Linked DNA regions of Pan troglodytes: region 2 is linked to region 1. The links are chromatin contacts, called in public capture Hi-C maps. All regions are on one chromosome and are shown on one strand. The core of a region is the stretch at or near the end of the contact, and the rest is flanking DNA. Distances in the headings are between cores, read along the strand shown. Region 1 overlaps ITGA11 (integrin subunit alpha 11). Region 2 has its middle 35 kb from the start of CORO2B.

What was found. Capture Hi-C pulls out chosen DNA fragments and counts their contacts.
Region 2: a contact with region 1 is called in a capture Hi-C map of stem cell-derived neural stem cells, with 4 times the contacts expected there. The contact joins two enhancer-like sites. A contact is called at or near these places in 3 of 7 Hi-C or Micro-C datasets (induced pluripotent stem cells and stem cell-derived neural progenitor cells) and 1 of 1 other capture datasets (stem cell-derived neural stem cells).

The regions. Positions count from the first base shown.
Region 1 is chr16:60,312,780-60,317,775 of NHGRI_mPanTro3-v2.0_pri, forward strand. ITGA11 (integrin subunit alpha 11) reads right to left here. Exons shown (of 30, transcript XM_510503.8): 22 at 4,109-4,185; 23 at 2,238-2,327; 24 at 1,239-1,329. Among named protein-coding and RNA genes, the nearest start is that of FEM1B, 37 kb to the left of the region's middle. Within about 2 kb of position 2,287, at least 2 of the 24 cell types and tissues checked have an H3K27ac peak or open chromatin away from gene starts, as enhancers often do. A contact at or near this core is called in stem cell-derived neural stem cells, where this site is marked.
Region 2 is chr16:60,542,106-60,546,968 of NHGRI_mPanTro3-v2.0_pri, forward strand. No RefSeq gene overlaps it. Among named protein-coding and RNA genes, the nearest start is that of CORO2B, 35 kb to the right of the region's middle. Within about 2 kb of position 2,101, at least 5 of the 24 cell types and tissues checked have an H3K27ac peak or open chromatin away from gene starts, as enhancers often do. A contact at or near this core is called in stem cell-derived neural stem cells, where this site is marked.

The sequences.
Region 1 (4,996 bases), core at 1,037-3,536:
CCTGGTATTTTCACCATGGAAGCTCCTAAGCTCTGTCAAATTGTGGCCGGGGACTGCATGGACGAGTGCAAGAAAGCCCTGAGAGGGGATGGGTGGCTGGAAGCTGAAGACAAGTCAGTGGGGATCCTGAGGCCGGAGAGCAGGGGCCACCTGCATTTTCAACTCTTCTTGCCTGGGGTGGGGATTTTGTTGAGGCCAGGGGTGAAGATGGTGACAGCAATGAATGCATCATGAGAGGGAATCATTAATTAACAATTAATTTAATTAATTAAACTCGCTATTTATTACTAAATAAGGAGTGCGTGATTGTTCACATTCTAGCAGTGCCACATTCAGTGCCAGGGCAGCAGTGATTCCAAGCAGGGCTTTGGAACCAGAAAGACCAGGAATCTAATCCTGGGCCCACCACCGCCTATGAGCTGTGTGACCCTGGGCAGCTTACTAGGCCTCTCTTGAACAAGCCATGCAGGGCTCAGCGTGTCTGAAGTCCAGTATCCAGCTGTCAGCTTGCCCTCAGCTTTCACACAGCCTAAGAGAAGCTGATGAACTTACAGCTGTTCAGGGCTGAGGGAGCTATCGGGGCCCACTATAGCAGAGGCTGCCAAATTGCCTCCTAACTCTCGTTCTCCCACTTTCCTTAGTGGCAGAACCGAGACAAAAGGCCACATTTCCCAGCCTCCCTTATGGCTCAGTCACAACATTCTGGATAAAGAGAGGTCACTGGAAGAGTAAGGAACTGCCAGGGAGGTCCCTTAATAAGGAGGGAGCATGCTTTTCTCCCCTTCCTCCTTCCTGCTGCCTGGAATGAGAACGTGATGGCTGGAGCTGCAGCCATCTTGTACTGTGAGGTGAACTGGAGGCTGGTAAGTTCACACTGAGAATGGTGGAATAGAAGACCCACTCCTGAATGACTTTGTGAAGCTGCCAACTCTGGACTTCTTTTATGGGACAGAGTAAACCCTAGTGTGTTTAAACCACTGTTTAAAAAAAATTTAAGAATTTTAGGCAACCACACCCTATCTTCACCCATACACCCCCCACCGCAGTCCGGTTGTTTTTCAAAAGAAGACTGAGAGGCCCAGAGAGGAGAAGTGACTTGCCTAAAGTCACACAGTGGGTGGGTGGCAGGGTTGAGGCTGGACTCCGGGCACTAGTGATGATTCCACATTCCTCCCCTCCAGGATGGGGGTGCTCAGATCCCATCCTTCCCCCTCTACCCAGCTCCCCTCCAGCCTCACCCTGAAGATGCAGCTGAAGGGAGGCCCGATACCATCGTATCTCTCCAGCGAGCTGTTGGGCTTGACCTCGTAGTGGCTCAGGCTGCTGCTCCTGCAGAGACAGAGGACAGGGCTGTCGTGAGCTCAGTCAGGGCTGGCTGGATGGACAGATGAATGAAAGAGGGAGAGGGCATGTGCCGGCCTCCCCCGGGCCATGAAAAACAGGTTCCCGCTTGTGTCGGCTGGGAGTGTCATGTTGGAAGGATTCTGAGCCTTTGCAGGAATCAGCGCTGCCATGGGTGAGCAATGTCTGCCTCCTGAGTGGGTGGGCGTGAGTCAGAACAGCCAGTTATCTCATCCCTGCCCCAGCGTCTCTGCCTAGGAGTGTAGCTGTTTTCGGAGTGACCATGCCACTGTGCTCCCTTCCACCCTCTAGGGATGGCTGGCGTGGGAGGGCCTGAGCTTCCTCTCCGTATCTGCTGTTCTGCCCTGACTTCTCCATCTGCCCGAGAGCTCTCAGAGGACAGGGGCTGTTTCCTCCATCAGACTGGGGGCCAGTAGCATGCCAAGGGGGTGGGGGTGGGAGCAGTCTGTCCTTTGGGGAAGAGTCTTTTCCCACTGACATTGTTTAGATGTGCTGGCATAAGATGATAACAAAAAGCAGATTGACTTATGATAGATATTATTTCTGTTTTTAAATTCTCTACAGACCATGCATCCACTTGTTGCCTCTGCCAGGGGTGGACACCTCCCACTGCCCCCACCCTCCCTCCTTGCCCCTGCTGGGAGCTCCCCAGGGCCGGGCCTGTGTCTCCTTCCTCTAATTTGATATCCCCTCCCCACACTGAATGGGGGTGCTGCACTCTCTGACCCATCAGGGACACTCTTGGCTCCATCCATAGTCCCTTAGTGCTGGGGTCTGGCCCTATTAGGGCCCATCAGAGGGTGCCCCCCCCTTAGGCCTCCCTCCTCCCATTCCCCATGCCTTCCCTCTCCTGGGGCCCCCGGAGCCCGGCCCACCTGGTGAAGAGGACGTCAGCCTCGTATTTGAGGTGGAAGCGTAAGGGGGCCACGTTGTCTTCCTTGGTGCTGTCCCGCTCGTTACTGTCACTGCAAGGAGAGCCAGGCGGCAAGGTCAGGAAGGGGCTCAGCCAGCACAGGCAGCAGGAAGGGTCTGAGGCAGACTGTGGAAGGAGCACACTGGCTTATCTGGGGCTGATGGGCACCAGACAGGCCAGACAGGGAACCTGAGGCATCTCCTAGGAGAGGAAGGGCCAGAAGCGGGGATGGATGACACCAGCTCTACCTGCTGCCCCTTTAGGTAGAGTCAGGGGAGGGCTCTGGGCTGGAGCTAGAAGGCCTGTGCCTGGTCTGGCATGGACTGGACCCCAGCCTGTTTGCCTCCCTCACCCAGACGCCCCGTCTGTCTGGTGGGCCAATCCTGCTGCCTGCTGGACTCTCAGGGGCTGTGGGAGATGACACCTGTGGCAAAGGTTGTGCCCACGGAGGAGGGATGGTGAGGAATTCACAATAGAGTCATTCATTTATCCCTGGACTGACCGGGGGCAGCTCCTACAGGTCGGCCAGGGGCACTCTGCTGCCACAAGAAGGCTGGGAGTGAAATTCAGAGACATCTTCTGGGGGGGTTCTGTCCAGTGTGCCTCCCTTTATATCTGAGCACCATGAACTACCAGGGCAAATCATTTTAGACATAAAAATGTACAGTTCTTGCTTGTTATATAGACTGAGTTTGATTCCCTTTGGAAGCCTTACCCCAAGATAGGGGTTTGGTTAGAAAAGGGAGACCCAACACACACAGATGTGCCTCCAGAGCCCCCTCCTACACACACTTAATTCTCAGACACCCCCCACAGCTGTGCCAGAGACACTGCTCTGCAAGTGCGCTCATTTCTCCTGTGAAGTCGGGACTGGGCTTTCTAAGAGCAGGGCAGAGAGCAAGGGAGGCCTCGCCAAGTTTGCCACGTGGTGTGTGAGAATTCTACCAGGATGCACAATTCATTTAACTGTAGCTGGGACGCGAGCACGTGTCGGGTATGAGTCCCCAGTGCTTATGTGACCTCTGACCTGCACGTGTGTGTGCTGGAATGTTAGTGTTCGGTTTGCCTGGGGTATTTATTTCTTAGCTAAGGATTTTTGCCATTTATAAGGCTCCAGAGTGGACACAATCCCTCTGTCCTTCCCCACACAGAGGTAATTCTGCAAAAAAGAGAAGTGTATTTACTACTGACACAAAGTGATTCATGGGGTCAACACATAGCAAGCTACCTCTGAGAGGCCTGGGAGACAGACAGACAGACAGACAGACGGGAAGACCCACATAGAGTAAGAAAAGGCCTCTTAAAAATAGAAAAAGGGGAGAGAGGTGACTAGGACAGGAAGAGCCCTGGATGGGGAATAGGACGAGTAGTGTTCAGCTTCCAGCTGCACAATTTACTGCTGTGTGTCCTTGGGAAATTCACTCACCCTCTGAGCCTCTCTTAACTTGGAAGATGGTGTGGGGAATAACCCCTGCTTTGATGATCTTAAGGGGCCTCTGTGAGGACTGAGATTTTTGCCTGTACAGTGCTTTATAACCATAAGGTTTGTGAATTACTGCTGTATAGAGGGCTGTCTAAAAGTAAAGGGCTGACATTATTATTTATCATCCAAAGAATGAAGAGTGGTGGCAACACAGGGGGCAGCAGGTTGGCCCACACCTGCAATGGATGCCGGCCCACCTCCCCACCCCGCTGCCTCCACTCAAGGTTGGGGCAGTGAGGGACAGGGCGTGGGGCAGCGGACTCAGTGTTGGGAGGAACAGTTGCTAGCAGCCAGAGAGCTGGGCCCCGGAATAGCAAGCTTGGGGGAGAAGGAGCAGGCACGGCCCTGACCTGCCTGCAGCGAGCTCGATCTCCAGGTGGTGTAGGAAGATGGATTTGCTGAACTCAAAATCAAGACGGAAAGCCACCTGCAAGGAAGCAGTCGCATGTCTGGGCATTGCCGGGACCAGCCCCGCCCACTCCCCACAGCCCACTCCCCACAGCCCCCTGCTGGCTTGGGGAGGGGGAGCTTGCTGGGGGTTGGGGAGCTGCTGGCTGGGAACAGGCTGGGAAAGGGAGGACCAGGTGCTACAGAACATGAGCTGAGCTTCAGGGCTGCTGTGGGGACACAGCCAAAGACAACAGCTCCCACAATGGGGTTTCTCGGGGCTGAGCCAGCCCCCCTCCCTTTTCCTCTTCTTTTGTTTTTAGCAAAAGGCAACCAGAAAGCAGCAAGTCCAGCTCCAGACTCTGTCTGCAGGATTTTTGGGGTAGGGGGCCTTGATGGCAGGAAGGGCCGATGGCCATCGCCATGCACCATGGGATGTGGGGGCCAGAAACGTTTGGTAGGACCGCCTTGTCCACCTCTTCTTTGTGTGTGGCAGGGAGGAGATGGCCCGGAGAGGGATGAGGGCCAGTGGCCACCCAGCAGGCCAACAAGGCATCCGCCCCTTGTCTGGCAGCGCTTCTGCCACACTGCTGACCTGGGCCCTGATACTCCCCTTGCCCTTCGCCCCGCGGTGGGGAAACATGCGACCCTCCTCGCCTCCTCCCCGCCCCACCTGGGGGCATTACTGAGGCTTTGCACAGACCCCTGATGCTCTCCCTGGTCTCACCCTCACGAGGTTTCCCAGGAGACCTCAGCGGCCCCTTCTCTGCAGGAGTGGCTGGGCGTGGGTGGGGAAGCCTGGGCTGTGTCCTGCTCCATCCCCACTCCAGAGCTCCTGGGTTTGTCGGTGC
Region 2 (4,863 bases), core at 851-3,350, 230 kb after region 1:
CACAAGGTGATAATAAGCTGAACTCGAAGGAATCTATATCACTGCAGTCAATACCATAATCACAGTGCCAGTGGTGAGTTAGTTTCAGCAAAACAACATCTAGAGCTAATCATCCCCAGCTACTAAAACAAGATCCTCCTGAGTGCTTTGTCCAGTGCCCTATAAATTATGAGGTTTTTCAGTCTGGCTGGAGAGCAGGTACTATTACTGGCCCTGCATGAGCTTCTGGTGCTGTTCCTTCTAACCCTTTCGGGTGATTCTTTCGCTGGCTCATGGGGCTTCCTCACACGCAGGTGCTGATCAAACTCTGCTAAATGCCTGAGGGAGACCCTTAGTGGCTCTTTGGAGTTCTCCCTCTGTGTGGCTCTCTTCTCTCCAGTCCTGTGCCCTGCGAACTCTGACAGCCTGGGCCTCCTTACATTCAGTTCCTTCCACCCTCTCAACCCAGGGAGTCTGTGGGACCCGCCTGTGTTCCTTCTCCCTGCACCATGGCCTGGAAACTCTCTCAACGCAGCAAGCTGGGACGGTCACAGGGACTGTCTCATTTGTTTGTTGCGTCTTAGGGATGACTTCATTGCCTGAGGTCTGGTGTCTTGAAAATCAGTGTTTCATATTTTTAGTTGTTTCAGGTGGGCTAGTAAATCCAGTCTCTTACTACTTCTTGGCTGGAAGCAAAAGACCCCAAAGGATCCAAATTTGATCCTATCATAAGCATTCATGTATTAGGCTGACCCATCCTTAATCAATTTCTGAACTCATCTCGTTTGCAGTACTTTGCCAAATGCAGCCAACAGCAAGCAAAACACACTACTCAATTTCTGTCTTCAAACTTCTTTCCCTACATTTCAAGTAATTACAGGTGAGAGTTTCACCAAATGTTTCTCCACTGCATGGATAGCTATCTCTCCAGCTTCCAACATCAGTTCCTTATTGCTGCCACTGAATCTCTAAGAGAATACTGCATCTTTTCGTTGTTTTTTGCTTTAACAGCACTTCACTTCTAAGTACAAATTTCTGTGTCAGTCAGGATAGGCTAGGTTAAGCTGTGCTAACAACAACCACCCTTAAAATCAATAAGAGTTTATTTCTGGCTCCAGTGTGGAGCAGAAGGGAGGGGCACCCTCATGGCCACCTGCGACTCCGTGGCAATGCCTGCTTTCATCCCTGCAAGCAGGAAGGAGACATAGCCAACTCCACACTGGCTCTTAAAGCTTCTGCCCAAAAGGGTCATTTGTCACCTCTGCTCACATTTTTATAGGTCAGGGCAAGTCATATGGCTTCACTTAACTTCCAAAGAGAGCAGAGGTATGCAGTGCTACCATGTGCCTGGAAGGAGGGAGATGGGAACCTTCTGGAGCAGCCCTAGTGTCTGCCCATGTGGCGTGTGTGCTTCCCTTTGTTATCTCTGCTCTAGCTCTGACAATCAGCAATCAATGTGTGACTTGCTGAGTGATAATCAGCTGCCGGATGTATTGAAAAGGAATGCCTTGCTCCAGGCTCCTCAGGATGCCTTGGTTTACTGCAGAACAAAGGAGACTCCTAACTACCGAGGCAATGTGAGTCCAAAAAGCATCAGGTTAGACTGACGGAGACAACTCAGAAAGGCTTCCAACAGGGATCGGGGGGTGGAGGGGCTTTGCATGGCCAGATATCTCCACAAATTGCAGTGACCCTGGCCTTCAAGACAGAAGGATGCATTTTCAAAGACTGGCTCTCACTGGCTATGTGACCTTGAACAAGTCATGTCCCCTCTGGAGCCCTCAGTTTGCTCCCCCGTCAGAGGGAGATAATGTGAGTGGAAATTTCCAGAACAGTGGTTGGCTTGCTCCCTCCCCCTGACTGGGAAATGCCTCTCTCCTGGACCAAAGCCTAGGGCTGATTCATAGTCACTATCAGCATCATTCTCAGCCTGGGCCAGGTCAACACATTGTTTATCTTGGTGTCTGAGCCCATTCCTGGCATTGCAGAGACAGAGGCTAAGAGCATGGGGGCTGGTGGATCCCCAATCCCCATCTTTCTACCCTGTCCCCTCCTTCCTCCTCCCACCCCAGGGGCTTGTGAGAATAACTAAAAAATGCAACTCTAAGGCCAGCAAGGCCAATTTCCCAGGGGCAGAGTCCATGATTCCCATACAGACCCTCCTGCTTGCCTCCAAAGAAGGCTTCCTTTGTAATGACTCTTGAATTAATCAACTTCTATCAACTCCTATGCCTGCCTCTGATCTCAGGGTCTCCAGTCCTCCCCCAACACAGCTGCAGATGTCTCCCATCTGTCCTTCCTGCCTTAGTCCCTCCTGCCCTAGTCCCTCCCTCCACCCTCCTGACGCACACTGCGGTGACTGCCAAACCGGGCATCACCCTGTCCAGCCTTCTGCCCAGCAGCCTTTCACGCTGCCCAGGTGACAGGAAGCCCCGCCATGACTCCAGATCCTGGCCCTTACCTCTCTCAAGTCCTCTACTCAGACCAAGCAGTCTGCTGGACCAGTCACGTGTTTCTCTGCCTAGAATATCTGTCCTAGTCCTTCCTCTGATTATCTAAGGAGCATCTCAGACCCCGCCTTGGTGACCACCCCAGCCCACTCATGCCTTCCTTGCCCAAGCTCTGTAGACAGACAACCATGCAGTGTAGTGATCAGAACAGAGGTGCTGATGGTCCACTGTGGATCCACATCTGGCCCTGTATCTCCTGAGCAAGCAACTATATCTCTCTCTGGCTCAGTTTCCCCATCTGTAAAAGAGAGATACTGATGATATCTTCCCCAGAGGGCTACTGGGAGGAGTAACAAGATGTAACAACATGCAGTGTGTGTGCATGGGCGTGTAACACTGGTCATCATTTGATGTCTATTGGCCCACCCACTCTGCACACATGGACTGAGTCCCTCGTTTTTGCCAGGGTCTGAGCGACTCACTAGGACTCATCCATGCCCTCAAACAGCCCTGCTTCAACTAGGGGAGAAAACACAGTGTTTGAATACCATGTGATGGTATCCATCCTGTTCCAGGTGGAGGATGCAGAGGATGGCCCCCTGCACCTTCCAGGATAAGAGGATCCTGATGCAGTCAACTTACCACCAGGAGGCAGGTTGGTCTCCTCAAGGAAACAATGCCATTTCAGGGGTTTGATGTTGGTCTCCATTATGGACAAGTTGGACATTCAGAAGTGGCAGGAGCTAGATCAGCCTTGGGTAGGTGGAAGCCCATGTCATTGGGCCAATAGCAGCCCCAGGTCTCTGCCTTCATAGCCAATCTGCTCACAGGCTTGTCATACACATTCTTTTTTTTTTTTTTTTTTTTTGAGACGGAGTCTCGCTCTGTCGCCCAGGCTGGAGTGCGATGGCACAATCTCAGCTCACTGCAAGCTCCGCCTCCGGGGTTCACGCCATTCTCCTGCCTCAGCCTCCCGAGTAGCTGGGACTGCAGGCGCCCACCATCATGCCCGGTTAATTTTTGTATTTTTAGTAGAGACGGGGTTTCACCGTGTTAGCCAGGATGGTCTCGATCTCCTGACCTCGTGATCCGCCCACCTCGCCTCCCAAAGTGCTGGGATTACAGGCTTGAGCCACCATGCCCGGCCTGCAAGGCACATTCTTGCACGGGTGGGAATCGGTGTCCATAGATTCCCATGCCCCACATGAAGGCTGCAGGGCAGGACTCCTCTGAGAGTGACACACGCTGGAGGAAAAACTGGGAGATGGTAGATTTCCCTCCTCAGAAAACCTTGCCATGGAGTCTTCACGACTTTTTCCCCTAATTTTTCAGTGTGGGTGTTTAATTCATTTATTTTCACTTTTTAATTTGTATTGCTATGGAAAGGTGTTTGGTGCTATAAATGTCAGGTCTCAAATTTGCATGACTCCAAAGTTCATGGCCTTCATACTCTACCCCTCCCCCAGCTCCAGCCTCTGTCATACCCTGGTGGGAAATTCAATTCTTTGAATTGAGTTGTGTGTTGTGTGGTTGCTTGCTACATTTTAAAGTTCTTGAGATAAAGAAGGGGGTTCCCCATTGGCCTTCCCATCTTCTGGAAGCTCCCTGAGGCTAGGCCCCAATCTCCAGGATCAGTCTCAGAGCCCCTCCCTTTACACCCCTGCCTGCAACAGGAATGCAGGGGGGGTAATACTGGGAGAGGGGGACTGGGCAACAGCCAGGGTGGCATTTGAAGGAGCCAAAGGGGCCTCCCCTTCCTTAGTTCCTGGCAGAATCACTCCTTGGAAAGAAAACTATCATAGTCCAATGCTGTAGGGGGAAGAGCTGGGGTAAATGAGGCATGCCTGGGTGGCTGGGGGTACCCCGGGGATGGCAGGAGCTGCCATCAGGTGGGGCATCCCCAGCCCTCAGCCTCAAAGGTGTGGCTTTGGGAAAGCGGCGGATAGCTGTGCCAGGGCCCTGGAAGACTGTCAAGGCCAATGGCACTCAGAGACTTGGCATTTCCTCCCAAAGGGACTCATTTGCTCAGCACGGGGTCTCCTAAACTCCTAGACCCCACCTCTCTCTGCCCTCCCCCTTTTGCCAACTCATGTCACTCATTGTGGAGGGCAGAAAACCAACAGTGAGCCATCCTTGCCACCCTTAGTTGCTTGGGTAGAAAATCGACTTGGTGCTCCTTCACGCACATAAAACCACTCTCCTATTGATGGTCCATTCTATTCTAATCCTCTCTGCTGTCACGAGGTTGACCGGACAAGGGATTGTAGTGTCCATTTTGCAAACGAAGAAGTTCATCTCAGGGATATTGAGTGATTTGCTTCAAGGCTTCCCAGTAGTTGCTTTAAGATTCCACCATCCAGTTGTAATCTCTTCTGTTTTCTCACCTTTGCAATACCATGCATCAATTTGGGATGTGTGTGGAATGAGTGTCTGT